Linked DNA regions of Danio rerio: region 2 is linked to region 1. Evidence: chromatin contacts called from public HiChIP or PLAC-seq data. All regions are on one chromosome and are shown on one strand. The core of a region is the stretch at or near the end of the contact, and the rest is flanking DNA. Distances in the headings are between cores, read along the strand shown.

The links. HiChIP or PLAC-seq counts read pairs in DNA pulled down with a chosen protein or histone mark.
Region 2: a contact with region 1 is called in an H3K4me3 HiChIP or PLAC-seq map of embryo, with 2.6 times the contacts expected there. The contact joins the promoter of kif2c here to the promoter of kiss1ra in region 1. A contact is called at or near these places in 2 of 18 Hi-C or Micro-C datasets (caudal fin and an unstated tissue) and 2 of 4 datasets of contacts at active chromatin or transcription factors (caudal fin and embryo).

The regions. Positions count from the first base shown.
Region 1 is chr2:36,766,338-36,771,477 of GRCz12tu, reverse strand. kiss1ra (KISS1 receptor a) reads right to left here and starts at 2,718. Exons shown (of 5, transcript NM_001105679.2): 1 at 2,493-2,718; 2 at 390-514. The coding sequence starts at 2,718.
Region 2 is chr2:36,896,697-36,901,836 of GRCz12tu, reverse strand. kif2c (kinesin family member 2C) reads right to left here and starts at 2,127. Exons shown (of 21, transcript NM_001114593.1): 1 at 1,964-2,127; 2 at 1,240-1,334; 3 at 649-765. The coding sequence starts at 2,024.

The DNA.
Region 1 (5,140 bases), core at 1,469-3,968:
ACATGCTTATGATAGTAATGTAGTTTAATGAAAAACAAACTAATTAAAAACAAATACACCAAGTTCTACAACAATTGCATCAAATGAGCCAGACATGAAAACGTGATCTGGGTTCCCTGTACCACAAATATAACTAAAACCGAGAGTGTTAGATCCTAATCAATGATCAAATCCATTTATTGGTGCTGAGTGCCACTGTTGGATACATTATTGAAGTGCAGAATCCTATCATCATTGATCTTTGCACATTTATTCCTCCTATAATTTCTACTTGCAGTCACTGGTTTTGTCCTCAAAAACATTCTTAGATGACACAGCAAAGACATACAGTATCTTATTTTGAAACGATGCTTCTTGTGCAGTTTTGTTCCCTGAGGTTCTATTATTACCTGTTGAAGAAAAGCAACAAATTTGCACATGAAGTCCCCAAATATCCAGCCGGGCAGAGGGTAGAGGGTGGCGGTGAACGGCACACAGCACAGCAGAAAAATGATGTCGGTGGCAGCCAAGTTAGCTGAGGAATTAAATATACATGTGAAAAACAATCCATTTCTTTTGAATGTGTGATGTGAGGTGTGCATATCACTGTTATCTTATGGGGGTGTGAGATAAAATGCAGGCAGATATGCAGTGTATAAAATAAAGGGAATAAAATAGAAGCAGAAACCTGGAAAATCAGACTGAGCCACAGAATGTTAAAGGGATAGTTCACCCAAAAATAGCAGTTCTCCTATCATTTACTCACTAATCAGTTTTTATGTTCTGTTGAACACAAAAGAAGATATTTTGAAGCATGTTGAAGCATGTAACCATTGAGACTTAACATTTTTGTTAGGTTAATGATATCATTTTGCAGGTTAATGATACATGTTTTCATTCATTCATTTTTCTTCAGCTTAGTCCCTTTATTCATCAGGGGTCACGACAGAGGAATGAACCACCAACATATGTTTTATACAGCGGATGCCCTTCCAGCTGCAACCCAGTACTAGGAAACATCCATACACACTCCTTCACACACATACATTACGGCCAATTTAGTTTATTCAATTCACCGACATGTCTTTGGACTTGTGGGGGAAACCGGAGCACCCAGAAGAAACCCACACCAACATGGGGAGAACATGCAAACTCCACACAGAAATGACAACTGACCCATCCAGGACTTGAACCAGTGACATTCTTTCTGTGAGGCGACAGTGCTAACCACCACAAAATATCTATTTTTTGGGTTCAACAAAACTAAAAGAAATGCTAGTTTTGCCGAATTTTCATTTTAGGTGAACTATCCCTTCAATTTGACTTCATTTTCTGTCATGCTCATCAAAAAAAATCACTGTATGCAAAAAAACCCAACTAAAAGTACAAATACAATCAAATGTAATACAACTTAAATGCAAAAAAAATATTTCAGAGATTTTTTTTTCTAGTAGTAAGTCATTTAAGTTCCAATTTTATGGCATTTCCTAACCGTGCAATCTGTCTTAAGAGGTCCTTGTGCAGTGTTCCTTAAGGGAATGCAATAATTCATACAATTACATGTCAGCACAACATCCTGTGGCTAATCCATCATATTTAGTCATTAAGAGGTTGAAGCACAATTTATTTCTGTCACTGCAGTACTTTAGACTGAACTCAGTGTACTGTCTGAATATAAACTCACTAAAAGGAAAGATAAAGTGCTAATAATTAGTTTAATAGTACTAATAGTTTATTAATATTATCACTGATAATATGGTAACACTTTACAATGAGGTCAAATATTTTAATGTTAGCTGATGTTTTTACTAACATCACTAAAAAAATCTGTAAAGATTTGTTTAAGTTAAGTGGTTGTAAACAATTTTTTGAGCTGAATTTAAACAAACAAATCAAGTTGAACATTACTACATTTGATTTGTTCAAATTCAACCCAGACAGATTGTTTTTGCAGACATAATTTTTACAGTGATGAACAAACACTGAACAATACATTCATTACTGTATTTGTTCATGATTATTAATGTTAGTTAATTAAAATACAGTTATGTTGAATTACAGTGCATTAACTAATGTTAACAAGCATGGCTTTGGCTTTTAATAAGGCATTAGTAAATGTTGAACTATGATAAATAAATGCTCTACAGTAGTGTTCATACTTAGTTCACGTTAGTTAGTGAAAACATTATTGTAAAGTGTGAGCATTAATATTAATGAAAGCATAGCACTTTTTAGACATAAAAAGAACCTCAAAGTGCTTCATAGAGCAGTTAGAATACTAATTAAACTGTTCATCTATAGTTAATATGATTAAAACTGATTGATAATATGATTAAAAACAATATGCACAAAAATAAAAACATACAAAAGAAACTAAATTAAAATTCAAATGTTTCTTTTTATTAAATATTATTATTATTATTTCTTCTTTTTTCCACTATTTTAAAAATGTTCTTAATGTAATTTTCAGAAATAAACATTGTGATTTAGTAAAAGGTTTGGCTCAGACTCACCTATGTAAAAGTTAGTAGCCGTCCTCATCTGTCTGTGTTTGGAGATGACATAAATCACCAGTGAGTTTCCGATCAGCCCCACTAGCATGATGAGAGAGAAAAAGAGCGGCACAAGCCATGCATCTGTCAGGAACGGGTGCTCCCCGTCCTCCGAATCCTCCATAGAAGAGTTTCTGAAAGAGCCATTCAGAAGCTCACTAGAATTCCAGTCTTCACCAGAAAACATGATTTCAGATAGCAAAAAAAGCTTACAAACAACACAAAAAAAGTGTCTTTTTTATTCCTGCGGTGTCAAAATCCTCATGCCCACTAATCCACAAAACTTGATCTTCATCTGAATCTAATGTGTTGTGTGTTCTTAAGTCTCACACTGAAAAAATTGCACAGGTTGATGCGTCTTTCGAGAGAGACGATCGCCGTAATTTGACTTCTCTTCAGCTCTTTAAAAAAGGAGCCCTGCGAACAGCATCCACTCAAAGGCAGAGTGGATTGGCTCCCATTGGCTTTATACAGAGTCTCGACACACGTGGGCTACGCAATGATTGTAGAATGAAGAACTGATGTCAGGTCGCCTAGCAACAATTTTAGGTCTCTCTCTCCCTCTCTCTTTCTCATTCCACTGCTCCGTGCGCAGAGAGAGTAAAATATAAATGTGTTATTTACCCTGCAATATACACATAGCCTAAAGATACAAAAACCTGTGCAATCAGAGTGATCAATTTGGTCTACTACAACACATAATTCTAACCTACAAGTTATTGGCCACAGCATGGACATATGCAATTACTGCTTCTTGGGACTGTTCACTATACACATCAAGGCAAATTGCTATATAGGGTCCTTTTGTTGGGCTCCTGTTACTTTATTCCTTTGAAAATGGTTTATATGTGTGCTCTTTGCTGCAAATCGAAGCATATTGAAACTATGAATGTGCAATTCAATCAGACCAACCTAAGGTGTTGAGAATAAGCCCACCAATCATGGTTGAATCACACAGTTACTGCTCAGATAAGAGCACAGGGGTCCGTCTGAGCACTGAACTGACTTAGAGATTAAAAGCTCCCTCTATTAAAAAAAATATATATATTAATAAATGAATCATCTCTACCGTTTAATGCATGGCTGACATTGGTTAATAATAATCAAACTTAATAATATAATATTAATATAATATAATATTAATATTATAATATATTATATAATATAATATATATAATAACATTGGTTAATAATAATCAAACAAAAATGCAGTGTATATATTTGAAATATGAAAAAAATAAATGCTGTTGCACTGAATAGATTAGGAGTAAAGTGTAAAATTTTACTTCAAAGCTATATATAGAGCAGGGGTGCCCAAACTTTTTAGTATGAAGGGCCAAACACCAAACATTGTTGAGAGCTGTGGGCCGAAAGTAAATTTACCATGGGTTAACATGGGTAATATCCCATTTTTTTTCTAATATTTCAAATTAAACAGAAAACATTACTTTAAACTGTAATGTATGTAAACTTTATTTTTTTTAATGATAACTTTTTCCAATAAAACCATAAATAATCCCAAAGAATTAATTTGCTCACTGAAGTCTCTGCATTGTCGGGTGAAAGTATGTACATTTAAACAAAATCTGATGAATTTACACCATTTAATTGTAACATTTATTTTACTTAGCTTTTAACAATATAACAAACAAAAGGTTGCATTAAATGGTTGCATTAAATTTGAATTGACAATCTCAAAACCATCCCCATCATTCTCCCTCTCTTCTCAAATGGGATAGCAGGCAGAATCTAAGGTTGGGCCCAACTTGGGCCTGCTAGCTCTAGTTTGGGCATCTCTGATTTAGAGTAAAATGTCAGTTAACATGAACTAAAAATGTAAAATACCTCTACAACAATTACTCATTGTTTTTGATCGGATAAAGGGATGTTTATGCAAATCTAAATATTCTGTCATAATTTATACACCAATGACTTGTTCCAAACCTGTTGAACTTTCTTTGTTTTGTTGAACAGAAAATAAAAAAAAGCTTAAATCCTCCCAGCAAACAATTTTGTTTAATAGACATCTGAACATACACAGCTTGGCTAAAACAAAGCTAAATTTGCACTGTAAGTGAAAATCTAATAGATGAGAATAGCCCAAAACTACAATATTCGTCAAATAGACAGATTAAACAGACTTTATACAGTATGTCTAGTCCTTCATTTCTGTTTATTTAATTTTGGCCTATTCTTAGACGTCTATTAGATTTTCACTGACATCCCAAATTTAGCCTTGTTTTAGCCATGACGACTATGTTTAGACATCTATTAGACATCTATTGGACATTATTAGCATAACAAAAATGCATACTGGGCTGTAACCATTGACTTTAACAGTATTTGTTTTTTTTAACTATGAAAGTCAATGGTTTTCAGCTTTCTTCAAAATGTCTTCTTTTTGTGTTCAGTAGAGTATAAACTCCTAAAGGTTTGAAACCACTTGAGTTTGAGTAAAGAGTGAGCACATTTTCATTTGTGGTTGAACTATATCTTTAATATTAGTTAATGTGGTGATGGTGAATGCTTAATCCTAATTGGTTGGGGTGAAAAGGTGTGCAGTTATCAGAGAAGGTGAAAGAAAGAAAGAAAGAAAGAAAGAAAGAAAG
Region 2 (5,140 bases), core at 878-3,377, 130 kb before region 1:
TTTCTTTTTGGGTGAACTATCACGTTAATGCAAGTCATGCTGTGAACATTTAGATATTTTAGAGTTAAAACATTCAGCCACAAGATAATGTTTGTCACTTAAATAAAGATCACATTATAAAAAAATAAAAACTATGCATCATTGATAGTTCAGTCACCTGGTGAAATGGTATTCACATCACAGGAATTTAAAATATCGTAATGTCAGAGTTTTCCAGTATCGTGCAGCCCTCTTTTTAATAGTATTTTATGTCACCAAATTGTAAATATGCTTGACAAAATTTGGTATATAAAACAATTACACTAAATGATCATGGTATTACAGAAACCCTTATGTGTGCGCACTTATGTTTTTCTTAATAAAATTAAAGCTCTTCACTGGTCTTCCTCTCAACATTGACAGATTCTCACAGTTGTAGAAAAAATAGTCTAGACATTGCACCAAACACCTATGGCATTACTATGGCAACCGACATGCATATACCATGACAGCACTGTCTGAACAAAAGGACCCAATTGAATCCCTTGTGAAATTACTGTGCAGATAGACAACACTTGAATCAAAAATAAAAAAGCAAATCTTCATTTTAAACCAACTTTCTAAAAGAAGGTTTACACAAGAATTGTAGAAAAGATATACAAAACTCACTTTTGTCATTCGTGTCATTGGTGTCGGAATAGGGGTGGGTGCAGGTTCCTCCTGATGACATGGTTGAAGGTGTTGTATAAGGTCAGAATTGAGATGATTGAGTTCATTCATGTCAACCTAGAAGAAAACATTATTTTTTTTTTAAATCTTGTTTTCCATATCAATTGCCATCAATGTATTAACTGCTCTGTACAGAAGCACATGTAGGACTGGGCTGATAAACAATAATATATTAAATTACAAAATGTATGTCAATAACAATGATAAGCTTTGGACAGCTTCACTCTATATTGATCCAAAAGTCAATTACACAGCAGAAATGTGTTGATGTACCGAATTTTCGGCCGAAAATATGTAGTGCTATTTAATGGACCCTCTAATTTTTGTGGCTTCAGTTGTTTGGGTACTCTTTTAAATCTGGAATCATTAACAACTTTCATATTATCATTATTGTTCAATATGGAAAATAATTATTGAGATTGCATTTTTGCCATATTGCCCGGCCCTAACCAAGTGTATTATGAAAATGTATAAACAGTGATCTAGAGATATAGTGTGCATTGATTAGGGGTTTTAACATTTAGTACAAACCTCTTTTCCTTTAGTCATACCATGCTCAGCCCATTCTACATTCACAGTGGATTTAGAGACGTTGGCAGTTTTCACAATAGCGCTGTGTATTCTTCCTGCATAATGAGAAACAGTGCCATAAACATAATGCATTTTCTGTTGAACCTTGAGATCATACATAACAGACTTTGTTCAGTGATGCAACAATGCATTGTTTTTTCCCATACAATAAACAATGAAAAATACATGTAATTTCGCTCAAGATTCTCTCAGATAACAAACTAATTGATATGGGTTTGGAAAAAAAACATCAATTATGTGTGTGCGCGTGTAATCACAACTTCTCCCTTTTGGCTAATTATTCATTTAAAACAATCACTGACAAATAGGTTCTGTATGTTTCAGTCATTAATTAGCAATCCCACAAGGAAAGAACGCACAGGGAGAAATGACAGGTTGTTTTTGTGCCTGCAGTATGTCCGTTACACGCTTTAAGATTTAAGTTAGATGGCTATTATTAACGTTAACGTTAAATGTTTTTCTTTGAGTGTTGATCTCCCAGCTTTATTTTTAAACTTTAACGTTAAAAACATCAGCTCTCACAAGTCATCAATGCATGTTGTAACGTTACTGCATCGCAGCAAGCTCAACTTAATCTAATTTTACTTGGTTTGACTTTTACATCAGCTGGATTGATACATTTCGTGCCTGTAAAAGATTAGCAATTAGCAAACAAGCATCTTACCATCACTACGACTTATGTTGACAGCAAGTCCAATAAGAAGTTTCGACAAAGCGGGGTCCATCTCAGGTATTATTTTGTTAATTGAAATTTTTAACGTGTCTGTAGCTCCAATAAACAACTATTTTCTGCTAGCGTTACTTTGCCCTAAGGAGTCACAAACCAACATTAACCGCTCTACATTCAAAAATCGTCAGCGGAAGTTATTGGATTATTTAGGTAGGTAGTGCTTCGTTTAGACCAATCAGAGCATTCTAAAATGACTGGCATTCCATTGCGCCAATAAGAACTTAGAATAGCACTGGGTTCGACACTTTCCTTTTGGCAAGAAGCTAACGTAACGTTAAAAAAATTCAATCAAAAAGCCAGTTTGTTTAATTTTAACATCAAATCTGGTAACATAAAGGCTAGGAATCAATCAGTCTTTGAAAGCTAGTGTCTTGGAGGCTAACTTAACGTTATACCAAGTAAGTTTGTTCAAGTAATAAAGGACATGAATATTCATCGAGGACATATATTGAAGGAGTAAAAATAACAAATCAGTTCAACTTAAGCAGACGTGTGAATTTCATTACTCTTAAGTATAACGTTAGATAGTTGAAATATCACTATATAAATTATGCAAGATTATTGTGAGTAGTTTACACTGGACTGGAAAATTAACTATTCTACATTTTTATTACCCATGTGTTATTATTTATTAATGTTATTTAGTATTTATTCCATATAATTATTTATTTTAATAGTGTTATTATACAATAATATTTGCACTGTCTTTATCCTTTTTCCATTAGAAGCTCGTCACCAAGACAAATTCCTTTTCTTAGTTAAGAAGCCACTTCATTATAAAGGTCTTTCTTATTTTGATTCCGAAATATAACATTTTAAGGCATATAAAATAAAATATAAAAATTCACATAATAATATAAAATTCACATTTTTGCATAAACTATTTTAAACAAAATTTTTTAAAGACGATATTGTAGTTCTTTTTCCCTTTTTTTCTGTAGTAAATTAATTAAATAATAGGAATAATTAGGAGAAAAAACATCTGCCTAACACTTTAACTACCCCACTAAGAATTTTTTTTTTTTTGGATTGCATTTCCTAACTCCTAATGTAACTAGTTATCACACTCAATGTAATTTTTTTAACACATTCCATAATTTCTAAAACAGTAGATATGTCTGTTTATGGTAAAAGTACCAGAATTAATAGATATACTATACAATTTTTGAAAATATAAAGTGTAAGACCAATTTATTTAAAAACAAAATTTATTAATTTTGGTAAAAGTACCAGAAATAATACATATACTATAAAATTTTAAAGTAATAAAATAAAATATAAAGTGTAAGACCAATTTATTTAAAAACAAAATTTATTAATTTTGGTAAAAGTACCAGAAATAATACATATACTATAAAATTTTAAAGTAATAAAATAAAATATAAAGTGTAAGACCAATTTATTTAAAAAATAATCAAACTACTTTTTGTATACTAAATCATCTTTTTTAAGTATGCCATAAAATATTTCAGATTCTCATTTAACATGTCTTGTTTTTTACAATAAAACCAAAATCAAGTGTAGTAGGATTATGTTTGTTTGATTTTTCTTGTAAACCAACAATGCCATAGTGTAAACCATTATTTAAAACAGTCAAAACATGGTCAACTATTTGGTAGAGCAGGCAGTAAAGTAATTTGTTCCTCTTTTTAAAAGTCTATTGTTTCTCCATAAATTATTTAAAATTGTGAATTAATAAAAATGAGCAAAATGTCGTTGTTAGTAAATTTAACTGTAATCTTATTTTACTGCTTACAGGTGACAGAATGCACAGAAAACACATTGTCATGTTACTTGTTGCTAAACCAGGGTGAGTCTATACCTTTTCTACTATTATCACACAGCTACTTTTTGGATGTTATTTTTAATTTCTTTATAAGTGTTATTTAACTGTATGTCTAGACTAAAATTAGATTTGAAATAATACAATGGAATAGGGCACAAAGGTACATGAACAAATACAGTCTATGCCAGAAAGGGGTTTATGAGATAGACACATTAATCATATATATGAAAAGAAAATGTCACAAATTATTCAACTACATTTTCTGCCATTATGCCTCTATTTTTTGTATAGATAGTTCTTTTGAAAACCCTCTATTAGGTCATTGTGACTTATCTGAACATGGTCATATTTATTCATAAGATGAAGTAAAGCCATTACTGAATCTTTTTGTGTTCTTTACCCTTTTTCTTCTTACAAAATTTCCCAGAATTAATGCACACATAAAATAGATACTATAAAGGTGCTATTTTATTGAATGTTGTTAAGGAAGATTTGTGTACTACACATGGTCTTTGTTGCGTAATGCGTCTGCGTTAACGTGTATCTTTAGTGTTATCTGCAATTGTTGTGTAATGTTTCATTGTTGATTTGCCTAATTCATACATTGTAATTTGCTTAGGATAAAATGTCTTTTAAATCTGCAAATGTTAATACATTTATTAATTCCAACAGAGCAATACATTCAATGTGTGTTTGAGAAAACCGTATATTTATGTTGTGATAAATAGATAAATCACTTTTCAGGCATTTTCAGCACATCCATCCACATGCAAACATAACAATTTTTTTGAAAGCTTTTATGTAAGTTATAAATCAAGTCAAGTTGAGCTTTATTATCATTCTGCTACATGGACTTATAGTTGTATCGAAATGTTGTATAGAAACGTTGTATCTTGTAGAACCAGGATACAACATACTAGGTAAACTTAAATTTAAACCAACAACAATACAGTATGAGAAAAACAACTATAGAATTATACAACAGTTAATAAAACCATCTGATTACACCATTATAAAGTGTGGACTACACATACACAAAATAAGATGATATAAAAAACTTTACAAATACTGGACATGCAATTGTGCAAAAAAGTTATTATGTTAAATTGTGCAGAAGAGAGATTTTGAGGTAAGCAGCACATAACTGATCTGTACAATGCAAGTAAACATATTATCTTATTGAAAGTTTGTAATACTGTTTGTAGAAAGTAACATAGTGGGATAAAGTGTAAATAGTGGGATACAGGTGATTTGTATAGCCCAAATAAAATAAAATTAAATAAAATTAAATAAAATTAAATAAAATGTAATTTAATTTAATTTTA